2 separate regions of the Mus musculus genome follow, and region 1 is linked to region 2. A link is a contact called in public promoter capture Hi-C data. All regions are on one chromosome and are shown on one strand. The core of a region is the stretch at or near the end of the contact, and the rest is flanking DNA. Distances in the headings are between cores, read along the strand shown. Region 1 holds the start of Zfp334 (zinc finger protein 334). Region 2 holds the start of Stk4 (serine/threonine kinase 4).

Region 1 (5,986 bases), core at 2,827-5,326, 1.3 Mb after region 2:
GTGACACTCGTGTGTGGGTGGTGGCAAGCCACTGCCTCTGGGTCCATCTTGCCTCGGTGGCTCAGTCTGGTCAGTGCCTGGTTCACACTTTGTCCGTGACCTTTTCCATTCTGCAAACTGCTGCATTTAGAGCTAACAGAGATCATGTGTCCAAGCAAAACTGAAAACAGCTGGCATACGGTCCCCCAGAAAAGGCTTGCTGCTCCCTATATGGAAACATGGGAAACAGCTAAAAGGTCCAATCAAAGGGGAAGACGATCAGGATGCCCTTCCACAGGGCGCTTCAGTGGGTGAGGGACGAGAAGAGTCTAAAGGCACCGACCCTGGCAGGTGACAGCAGGTTTTGGAGCTCATGGAGGAGACTGGTTATGGGAACAGTATCTGAAGGCAAAACGCTACCGTCTCTAGACTGACACGGAATGAGCTCTAGGCGGCACCGTGAGGGGGAAGAGGCGCAGCGATAGCTACCGTGTAACGTTATGTAAGAAAGGAGAGGAGAGAGATCACATAGTAACAATATCCGTGTAAAACACAGAAAGGGCCATGAGGGATGAGTGAACTTGTCACCTTCAGGAGGAGGACAGGAGAAGGGAGGAAGGGAGGGAGGGAGGGAAGGAGGGAGGGAGGGAGGGAGAGAGTAACAGCCAGGAGAAAACGCAACCCTGAGGGCAGGCACTTCCCCACAGATGTCTGTGGACTCGCCTGATTCCACTGTGATGCTTCTCAACTCCCCAAACCCAAGCAGCCAACAGGCACACGCTATGGAGGAGAACCACAAATCACACAAACAGCACCACACCTGGCTGGACAGGAAAGCCAGTCCTCCACCAGCTCCATCTCCATGAGCGCAGAGGTGCTGGCTTTTGCCAAGCCGCAGGTGCAGCATCCGGTACACACAACACAGTGATCAACACGCAGCTGTTAAACGAAAAGTCTGGAGTGGCAGGAATGAAAGAAAAGCAGGAAAAGGCCAGGAAGTACCTGGCCTTGTTAAGTCAAACCAAGAATGCTGGACTTTCATCTTGTACTAGTGTGGACCTGCTCGGGCAGTGTGGCATCGAGACGTTACAGATGGGTATTGCTAGCAAGACAGGCAAGTGTGAACAACACACTTGAGAAAGATGTGGATAGACCATGGGGAAATCTCTGACAATCCCAAAGACAGGAACTGAGGTCGGGGAAGCAGGCCTAGAAGGGAGGTAGGGACTGACTCGCATGAGACCTTCACAAGGCTTGACAACTGCCTGTGACAGGAAACAAGGAACAGGAGGACCAGACACACACCTCGTTTTCTTCTTCTCCCCCTCCCCACTTTTGAGACAGTTTCACAATGTAGCCCAGGTTGGCCTCAACTCATGGCAATTCTCCTGCCTTAGCTCCCTGAGTCCTGGAGCTGTAGGCCTCAGTCACCACACCTGGCTTATTTTCTTTCTAGCTTGTGGAAGGCTTAGCAGCGTCGGCAGAGAACAGTGAGGTGGCTGCACACTGAACAGAGGTGGGGACATTATTTCTGTTCTGCACCGGAGAACTCCAAGAGCCTTCTGCAGACCGCTTGCAGAGAAGTACAGCAAGAGAATTCACCCTGAGAGTCTGACAGGAAGGAAGATTTCAGCGGTGAGAGGGTTCCAGTTAAAACTCTAGATGACACAGAGGAAAGCAGAGAGAAGACTGGAATAAGCACACAATGTCGGTGGCAGAGGCAGGTGCAGTGGGTCTAAGAGAGGAAACAATTAGCGAGTTAGAGAGTGGTGTGAAAGCTAGACATGGTTAGAGGTACGGTCTGGGGAGAGACAGTCACACTGTAAGGGCAAGGGGTTTGGTGAAGCACGGAGTAGAAATACTAAGTCTGAAAATAAGCGAATGATCACTGATTTTGGTCACAACACGGGTCGTGGACATGGAGTGAGTTGACATTAGAGAAGCAAGTGAAATAGTTTTATCACAGGATCTAAAGTCAAAGTGTGCCCCGAGCTGCCTGTTTTAAAAGCAGAGCTGAAATACTCAGTAGGCAGAAGGAGAATTATCAGCGTGAGCCTGTCTCCTCTTTACAGTCACACACACACACACTTTCTAAAAAGGCACCAGAGATAAAAAGGAGCAGCAACAGGCACCATTTGAGGCACACGTAACCCACTGAGTGCAGGTTTTATCATTACACTATGGAGAACGATCAGAGGGCTGTCTACACCTCTGAAAATAGATTAGACATCTGTAACTATGAGGCCTTGCCAAGCTGTAAGTCAAGGGAATCTACAGCTGCTGTTGGCAAAGGTGATTTCGCATCATCTGCTCATAGATTCTCTAAGAACATGTTTATAAATAAATGATGAAAAACCATGGTAACAGCCTACTTCCTACTACTTGGGTCTTTGTCATACAACCTAAACAAGCCTACCGGGGTGAATAATTTCTGTTTATTATTTATCCGTTTGTTTATTGTTTTTTTCAAGACAGGGTTCTTTGTGTAGCCCTGGCTGTCCTGGAACTCTCTATGCAGACCAGGCTGGCTTCTCACTCAGAGATCCATCTGCCTCTGCCTCCCAAGCGCTGGGATTAAAGGCGTGCTCCAGCACATCTGGCAATGCCTTCTGTTTATTGGGGTTCACTTCTCTGGTACTGATCTGCTTCCCTTACTTTCCCTGGCGCTGCCTTTTTATACACGTCTACCACATCCAGATGTACTCGCTGCGGGTCTATGAACAGCCACTGCCAACGGTGGGACGTGAATCCCTCGGTGACTTACCTGGGTACTGTCCATTTCCAGGCGTTCTCAAGAAAGGGCCAGGAACCACCGGTGATCCAAGGGCTGGGTGAGGAAGAACAGGGAATGTGATCAGCAGACTGGCTAGCAGCTCGACAGTGACTCACAGACATGCCCTGGAAGGAAAGGACCCTTCGACCTGCGTCATACAGAAAGCGTCTGCGGAGGGAAGGCCCAGGGCAGTTTTGAATGGACTAATCAGAGCTTTTCTTACTGTGTGAAAGGAAACAAAGGTGTGAATTGAACTACTGTCTTATTCAGGTCTCCTTAAAAAACAAACAACACTTCAGAGTTCATATTAGATCATATCAATAAGCTCTAGTATATATGAAGCCTGAAAGAGCAGGCCAGCAACTCTGAGATTCTATCAATCAATCTATCTATCTATCTATCTACCCTCTAGTTTTTTGGGTATCAATTATCTATCTATCTATCTATCTACCTACCTACCATCTAGTTTTTTGGGTATCAATTACCTGTTTTCCTACTAATGCATTCAGCAGATGAAATCAGAAAACCAGACAGAGGGAGTGAGGGGTTTAAGATGCGTATCACTCTGCTCCCCTCCCCCAAGCTTAACTGCAGTTTCATGAGAGGGAGGCCTCTGCTTCAGTGTAGCAGAAGACAAAGCCCTGGCCTTCGAATCAACACACCAGATTTCAATTCTTGGTTCTGGCACTAGCAAACTACCTAAATGGTCAAAATAGCTGCCTTCCTCACTTGAGAAGAAGTTCGACTCTCATAAAAACCCTTTCCTGTAGATACTCTTGGGTCATTCTTCTATATAAAGGAAACCAGTAAACTCCAGGATGGTGATGGACGGGGTTTGAGCAACTCTGGCGAAACAGAATGGGGACTCTAATGAACGACACGCATTTGTTCGAAGTGATGCAGAGGCCTTTTTCTCAGCCATGGCTGGCATCCCTTCCCTCCCAAACGAAAGACCCGCCAATGAAATCAGACCTGCTCATTCCCTCAATCGCAGCTCAACCCTTAAGCAGCCCCCCGAAGCTTTACCGGGCCAAGGGCATCCGCAGGACTGCTGGGATCCGCTTTTTGCACGCACACACCTCTCTCCTTCCCAGGCTGCCCGCCCGGAGGCCTGCAGCCCCGGGGGCGCCCGCTAGCCTCGCCCGGCCCCTGGACACGCGCAAGCCTCCGCGGGCCCCAGGAAGGCGCTGGTTCTTCTGATCCTGCCCCGGAGTCGCCACCCGGAATTCCTCTGGCTCAGGGGAAACCTCGCTTCTTTTGTAGCTCCCAGAAGGCCCCAGGCAATTGTGGCGCACAGAGGCCCCTCGAGCCTCGCCTGGAAGAGCCCCACGAAACGGAAACGCATCCATAGAGCCTAGGAGACCGCGCATGCGCAGAGTCTCGGAGCGGCCATTCCCACGGTTCTCCAAAGGGTGCTGTAGTCTTTCCAGGACTACATTTCCCACAGGGAGTTGCGGCCCCCACCCAGCCGATAGCCTCTGAGGCGCTAGGGCTTTAATCACAGTAATTTACGAGTAAAAACCATGAGTACAAGAAGAAGTGTGAGAATAAAAAATTAGAGCTCTGTAAAGAAATTCCAACAGTGTATTAAGAAAAAAATAATAACCAAACAGTTGTAAGCAGAATAAAAATGTATCGACGACCTTCCCAAAATTACAGAAGAGACCCCCTAACAAAGAATCAAACCATCTCTAAATATCTTAAAAGAAAATAATCGCCATCCTGTTTATTACTGACTTTACTGACAGGTGCATACTCTCCTGCCAATTTTACAGAAGGAGAAGTCACAATAAGTAATGGCAAAATATTTTAACAGTATAATATTTTCAATTTTTATTTTATTTTATTTTATATGTATTGATATATTGCCTGCCTGCATGTATGTCTGTCCACTACTTGCGTGCTGTGCTTGGTACCCCGTGTCTAAGAAGGCCAGAAGATGGTATCATGTAGGTGCTGGGAATTGAACTCTGCTCCTCTGCTATAAATCACTGCGCCATCTTAACAATATATTTTAACATGACCAATTATATTTAATCCAAGTAATATAGAAACTGCTCTTCATCCATGAGGACAAATTGAATACGTGTATATATTTTGTTTTATTTATTTTTTTAAAATATTTATTTATTTATTTATACACTGTACACTATAGCTGTCTTCAGACACTCCTGAAAACGGCATCAGATTTCGTTACGGATGGTTGTGAGCCACCATGTGGTTGCTGGGATTTGAACTCAGGACCTTTGGAAGAGCGGTCGGCACTCTTAACCACTGAGCCATCTCACCAGCCCCCGTGTATATATTTTAAAAGAGGAAAGCTATGGAATATCTTAGTCACTGGAAGGCCAGACAGTTTCTGACACAGTTATCTGTTATGTTTAAATACCAAAAGGAACTTCGAGATGCAGAGGCTGAGAGATAGCTCTCAGTGAGCCAGACTTCCAGGGATTCAATGCTTGTATACTGTCTCCCACATCAAACGTGGCCATGATGTAATTTAAATAAAGGGGTCATAAGAAGGGACACTGCAGGCTTCAAAAAGCAAACCTGATATCCTGGCAGTCCGGTTTGTTTGCGGTGTTCCTAGAGTTTGTGTATGACTTTAGTTAACTAGTTACCAGAGATCAAGTGGAAACCAAAAGAAGCAGAGAGGCAATGTGGAGAAAAGGCAAATATTTCCCAGAAACCCAGCCATGCCTCCCCTTCCAGGGATCCTTGTCAAGACTTCAGATGCAGGGAGTGAGCCACCCTGAACATTGCATGCAGTTACATTCTTGGGTGGCCTCAGTTGCATATAGACTCACATAAAGCAGAGCCACAAAGTGCATACCTGTAAGCACACACAGAGCCACAAAGTCCGTACCAGTAGCCTCATAGCACGGAGGAAATAACCAGTTGCATCATTTTAAGCCACCAGATTTTGGGGGTAGTTTGTTATGGAGCAATAAATACATGGTGGGTCTGCAAGATGTTTCAGTAAATAAAGGCATTGCCAACAAACCAGATGACCTGCTGTGGGTCTCAGGGGTCCACATGGTCGAGAGAGAGGACCCAGATCTGCAAGCTCCATGTGTGTGCCGGGCCATTCTCAGGGGTATGTACCCGAACCCATGCCAAGTCAAAAGAAAACTGAAATGACTTTGGGGAAAGATAGATTTTAAAAGCAAATGTATGGGGGAAGGGAATGCAGTTGGCTTCTAGATATAATAAGTGAAAGAGTGGGCTCAATTA
Region 2 (6,056 bases), core at 3,092-5,591:
GAATGAGGACTCAGAGAAAGTGGGACTCAAGGCTGTCTTCATGTCAAAGCTTCTGAAACTTCGGGCAAAGGTTAGGAGCATTGTTAATATGCTGTTCTTTTGTTTAAAACTCTTCCAATTAGGGGATAAAATCCCAACTCTTTGGAGGGTTTAAAGCACCAACACAATTAAGGTTTTGTGTACTTCCTGTCTTAAATTGTCTCATTAATAGCTTATGCTGCTTAGTGTATCTGATGGGTCTCCGCACCTGGCATGCATTAGACACTCAACTCAGGGACATCTCAAATATCTCTTGAGAAGTTGCCCATGACTTCCTTTCTAAAGGATCCAACCTTATCACATTACTTTGTATTAATAGTTCTAATCTCAGAGGTCTCCTTTACTTACAAATGTAAGACAACTGGCCCCAGGAAGTTCTATCCTTGAAAGGACCCCATCTCGCCAGCCACATTCAGTCAATATACAAAAGTCAACTGAATTTTAAAATGAGTACATGAGGGGCGGACAGGTGCGCTAGCTATATGCGGGGGCGTGGTGGTAGAGGCTGGTGCGGCAGATGGCCCGGGGAAAAGAAAGACCCAGAGGACAGGATCAACACTTAGTCCAGGGCGCCGATGCGGGTGCAGGATGCCTGCAGGCCCGGAAGGTAAACGGGGGAGCGGGTTCCTACCTCGCGCCTGCAGCAGTCGCAGCGCGCGCTCGTACAGCGCCGAAGCCTCGGCGTACTGGCCGTTGCGGAAACTCTGGTTGCCGGCTGCGCGGAGCTCTTCCACAGAGTCTGAGAGTTTGGGGGCCATCCCGGGAGGCCGGCAAACAAGGACCACCTCCGTTCCCCGCCGAGGAGTGCGCAACAGCTTCCGGGTGGAAGCAGCGGATGCGTGCCCTTAAGGCCCGCAGCCGACTGGCCTGGGGGTGGTGGGGGGTGGTGATGGTAGACCGGGCCGCGGCTAGGCGGCCAGGGACGGAAAGAATCGCGGGGTCAAGCCCTGGGAGGGCCTGGTGCGGCGGCTGGACGCGGGGAAGGGAAAACCAGGGAGGCTGGGCCAACGGGAGGCCCGGTGCGGGGATGCGGGTGGAGGACGCAGGCCCGGAGGGAAACGTGGGGCGGGTTCCTACCTCGCGCCTGCAGCAGCCGCAGTGCGCGCTCGTACAGCGCCGAGGCTTCGCCGTACTGGCCATTGCGGAAGTTCTGGTTGCCGGCAGCGCGGAGCTGTTCCACGGAATCCGAGACTTTGGGGGCCATCTCGGGTGGGCTGGGAAACAGGGAGCAACGCACTTCCCAGCTAAGTGGTGCGCAACAGCTTCCACCCGGAAGCTAGGGCTGCGTGCCTTTAAGGCCCACTGTGGACCGGCCCTGAGGGGCGGGGCCAGACGAGGCGGGGCTAGACGGGGCGGAGCTAAGCGGCCGGAAGAGTGGGCTCAAGCCCTTAGCTCTGTCCGGCCGCTCTTCCTTGTCCAGGGGCGGGGCCAGGGAAGGGCGGAGCTAAGAGGGTCGGAGGCGGGGGCGTTGAGAAACAAGGCCTTTGGCGTGAGCTCTGTCTGGAACTCGTGGTCAACAAGTTTGAAGATGGTGGCTGGCACTCCAGTGCTGAAGCGACAGCTGAATCACCGAAGGAGGCAGACTATCTTCCCTCCGTTGGACCTGGGAAGCAATTAATCCACGACCAAGAGAAAACATACTTTTTGTCAAGATTGTTTGTTTTCGAGACAGGGTTTCTCTGTATAGTCCTGGCTGTCCTGGAACTCACTCTGTAGACCATGCTGGCCTCGAACTCAGAAATCTGCCTGCCTCTGCCTCCCAAGTTTTGGGATTAAAGGCGGGTGCCACCACGCCCGGCTCGTCAAGATCTTAATACTATAAAGAAGCAAAGAGCGGGATGATGCAAACGTGTGGAAGTCTAAGGCACCCTCGAGGACTGTATAGGATAGAGTGAGAATGATGAAAATTTTTTATACGCACAAAAGAATATAATGCACTTAAAAAAAAAATTGAAGCAACATAATCCAAAGTTGAGGTCTGCAGTTCCACCACTTTGGAGGCCAAGGACAGTATAGCTGAGCTCCTGTTTTAAAACAAAACCAAGAAAACACAATGATGTTATAGGTGATAGGTTATTTCTCCGTTGCCGATGAAATGAGCCAATTTAAACCAGATTATAGTAAAGGCAGGTTTATTGGGAAGCTGCTTTCGGGCAAGTTCACCGGTCCCAAAGGAGGAGGCCAGGGAAGTCGCCATGGGGACGGGGGTGGGGGGGGGCGGGGGGTGGGAGGGGGAAAGAAAGAAAGAAAGAAAGAAAGAAAGAAAGAAAGAAAGAAAGAAGGAGGGCACTTATGCATAGAGAGAAAAGAAGGGCAGACCAAAGTGTCTGGATTATATAGGGAGGAGCCTCTGGGGGAAGGGCAGCCCAGCCTCTGGGCTTAAAGTTCAGGGGTGGGGGCATGGCATGGCAGGTAGGCACTGAGGGATGCTGGGAGAACCTGGAGATTGGGGAAGGCAAACAATAGGAAATACCCCTGTGGAGGCTGTTAAACCTGAGCAGGCCACAGAGAGCCTCTGAGGCAGAGAATCAGCTGAAACCTGAGATGTCGGGATCAGGATTCCAGAAAGCTGGAAAGCGCCTGGCATCTTGTGGACCATAAAACTTATTTAGTGGGTGAATACAGATGGATACAGATGAATACAGTGAATACACATGGATAACACTGGAGCTGGGCTTGGTGGTGGACGCTTTAATCCCGGCACTTAGGAGGTAGAGGCAGGTTGGTTTCTGAATTTGAGGCCAGCCTGGTCTACATAGCATGTTCCAGGCCAGTCAGGGAATATACAGATGCTGCTTCAAACAAATCCCTACAAACAACCCTAAACTAAAAATATACCCACTACGCCCCTAAAAACAGAACGGTGAGGGCTCAGCGACGGAACTTCAGAAATCTGTGAGTTTTATTTTTTTAAAAAGATTTATTGATTTTATGTATGTGAGTACACTGCAGCTGTCTTCAGTCACACGCCAGAAGAGGACATCAGATCCCATTACAGGTTGTGAGCCACCATGTGGTTGCTGGGAATGGAACTCAGAACCTCTTCAAGAGCAGTCAGTGCTCTTAACCACTGAGCCACCCCTCCAGCCCTTGAGCTTTATTTTTGTCAATAACCCTATCGGCTTGAGCTGAGTCTAGACTGTCATTTTGGACTAAATTAGTGGATCTTTCCGTTTTTGGGGGTGTGCCAGGTCCAAAGCGAACCCCCAATTCCTCCCCCAAAAGGGAAGGCTTGTGTTGAATATTGAAAGTGTAAACAAAAGGATTGCTGGTGGACAGACCCGAGTAGTCCTCTGTAACCTGTTGGTTTCTGTCTACCAAAAGGAGTCACTCCTTTATCGTCCTTGCCTTTGGTAAAGGAGACTTAAGCCAAGCTAACCTGCAGGGTCCTTGGTCCCTAGTAACATATATCTGTTATGAGTAGCAAAGCAGCCTGGCCCTCCTTACCTCCTCCACTATGCTCCCAGGCTGTTCCAGATTACAACTTGCACACTCCCCTCCGCAGCAGTTACGCTACAGCAAGGTCCCGACCGGCTCTTCTCCCTCTTCGCTAATTTTTTCTGCCCGGAAGATATAGCCCTGGCCTTGGCCAGTCTGTTTTTTTCTCTCTGCTCAGGAGTCTTCCAGATGCTGTTTGGTCTCATCTACAATAAAACCTCTCCAGTCTTGGAGCAGAGATTTTGATGGTTTCTTGACTGCGCCCTAGTTTACAGAGGGCTTGGGGCTTTTCCCCTTGGCCCTAATATGAACTCACTTCTTTTTCTTTCTCTCTCTCTCTCTCTCTCTCTCTCTATATATATATATATATATAATATATATATATAAATATATATAAATATATATATACACACACACACATATATAAAATATATATATAAATATATATAAATATATATAAATATATATAAATATATATAAATATATATATATACACATATATAAATATATATATACACACATATATAAATATATATATACACACATATATAAATATATATATACATATATATAAATATATATATATATTTATATATATATATTTTAAGAACTCACTTATCAAGCCCGTGCTTTGCTAACAGCCTCCCCATCTGAGAAACTGGAGAACCCTCAAGGAGTCAGGCTTGAAAGTATTCAGTCCAAAGGCAAGTCAAGGAGAGGGTGTCGCTGACACTCGGGCCACTAGAGGCCGCCCGAGAGGCACCTCTTCGGCTTTCTGACTTCTGTATCCGCCCGCCACTGTGCCACGTGACTCCCGCCGCTCCGCCCAGCCTCCTCTCGCTTCCGGTAGGGGCGGAAAGCGGAAGTGTGGGAGGGTTCGCGGGGCGGGCTCCGGGAGGATGGAGCATTGAGGCAGTCTGGGCGGCTGCCGGCAGCGCCATGGAGACCGTGCAGCTGAGGAACCCACCGCGCAGGTGAGGGGCCGTAGGCTGAGAGGCAAGAGAGTTGGGTGAGGAGAGAAGGCGCGAGCTTGCTGAGGGTAGACCCCGGCGTGCGAGCTCGGGCCGGGAGGAGAGGGACCCGCGAGGCTGGTGACCGGGCTGCAGTAGCACCTGCCGAGAGAGGAGGGAGCGTCCGCTGGCCCGGGCAGAAGTGGTTTTGCTTAGAGAGAGCACTCTCTGGGCAACGTGCGGACAAGTTAGGGGAGACCCCAGCAGAGGCCGGGGAAGGCGCCCCAAGAAGGGACCCGAGGATGTAGGGGCGAATGCTGAGGCCGGGTGAGCGAGGACTTAACCCTGTTGCTTCGCTTTCGAGGCAGAAGTCGTTAGAAACATTGATTGGAGGTCCCATGGCTAAGTAAGGGGTGGAGCGGGGATTTTGGGTCCTGGTGGTTCTGTCCCAAGTCATTGCTCCTAACTGCCTTACTGTGTCAGTACCAACGTTTCACGGTTCTAGTAATGGAGAAAGGGTTATGGGGGGCTAGAGTTTCCAAGGGGCTTCAGGGTGTCCGCCCCATGTAGGATGATGTATTAGTAGTGATGGCGGTAATGGCTTTTATTACTGAGTTCATGAGTGACTGCCTACTTTTTTTCAAATCGTCCTCAGCCTTCCAACACCCAAAGTTGGGACGTTGATAAAGAACAAACAAACAAACAAACAAACACCAACCCGGGAGTGGGTAATCTGAGGTCCAATAAATAGAGTTTAGACACAGTAGGCTCAGCCAGACTTTGTCCTGTTCAAATTCTGTTTCGATACTCTCTTGGCTCTAGATTCTAGAAGTATCTAGAGTTGTTTTGGGTCAAGATGAACTGACTGCTGTTGTGCTGGACCACTCCCCGTCTCACCTGGAGAAAAAAAGCCTAGAGCCTGAGGGAGTCGTGCTTCTCTCAGACACAGCTAAAAACTTGGGTTTCACAGAGAAGACATTTGACTTCCTGCAGCAGAATGAGCACTAAAATAGGAAGTGTTCAGAGTAAGGGAGTGCCGGGCACCGGAGAGGTGGTGTGTGTGTGTGTGTGTGTGTGTGTGTGTGTGTGTGTGTGTGTGAAAGCCTGGGCAGCACTCTTAGGGGAGGCAGGGTCTGTTGGAAGTACACAAACATGGAATCAAACAAACAGCTTGTTGAGATGGGCTCAGGTTTGACTTAGTGTGGTGTGCTGAGGCACTCAAAGGAGTACTTATTAATTACAGCCAGAGAATGCTGCAGGGCGGCAGGCACTGTTTCATTGCTTTCCAGCTTGCCTGTTCAGCCATAGGAAATTGCTGGTGTTTTGAACTTGTAAACATGGTACACCTTACTGGCGCAGCTAGCCTTCGCAACTATCATATAAGGAGGATATCCCTGTATCCTTAGTGTAAAGAGGATAAAGCCAGGGCACAGAGAGGCAGGCCACTTGTTAGCTGCTCCATAGTTAGAGGCACAGTTGGGGTGTTAACATCTGGTGATCTAGTCTTAAAATCCTTGCGCTTAGCTTTTTTACTCTGATGTCTCTCTGGAAGTTACCTGTTACATTGGGTCTTTCTTTGTATATACGCATCTTAGCAGATTGTTCCTGTATGTACGGAATCAGTAACCA

Evidence for each region. Promoter capture Hi-C pulls out the DNA fragments that hold promoters and counts their contacts.
Region 1: a contact with region 2 is called in a promoter capture Hi-C map of cranial neural crest. The contact joins the promoter of Zfp334 here to the promoter of Stk4 in region 2. A contact is called at or near these places in 1 of 39 promoter capture datasets (cranial neural crest) and 1 of 115 datasets of contacts at active chromatin or transcription factors (microglia).

What each region holds. Positions count from the first base shown.
Region 1 is chr2:165,384,183-165,390,168 of GRCm38.p6, forward strand. Zfp334 (zinc finger protein 334) reads right to left here and starts at 4,077. Exons shown (of 5, transcript NM_178411.3): 1 at 3,779-4,077; 2 at 2,744-2,806. The coding sequence starts at 2,758.
Region 2 is chr2:164,069,797-164,075,852 of GRCm38.p6, forward strand. It overlaps Stk4 (serine/threonine kinase 4), which reads left to right and starts at 4,342. Exons shown (of 11, transcript NM_021420.4): 1 at 4,342-4,451. The coding sequence starts at 4,417. It overlaps Tomm34 (translocase of outer mitochondrial membrane 34), which reads right to left and starts at 1,373. Exons shown (of 7, transcript NM_001291155.1): 1 at 1,117-1,373. The coding sequence starts at 1,243.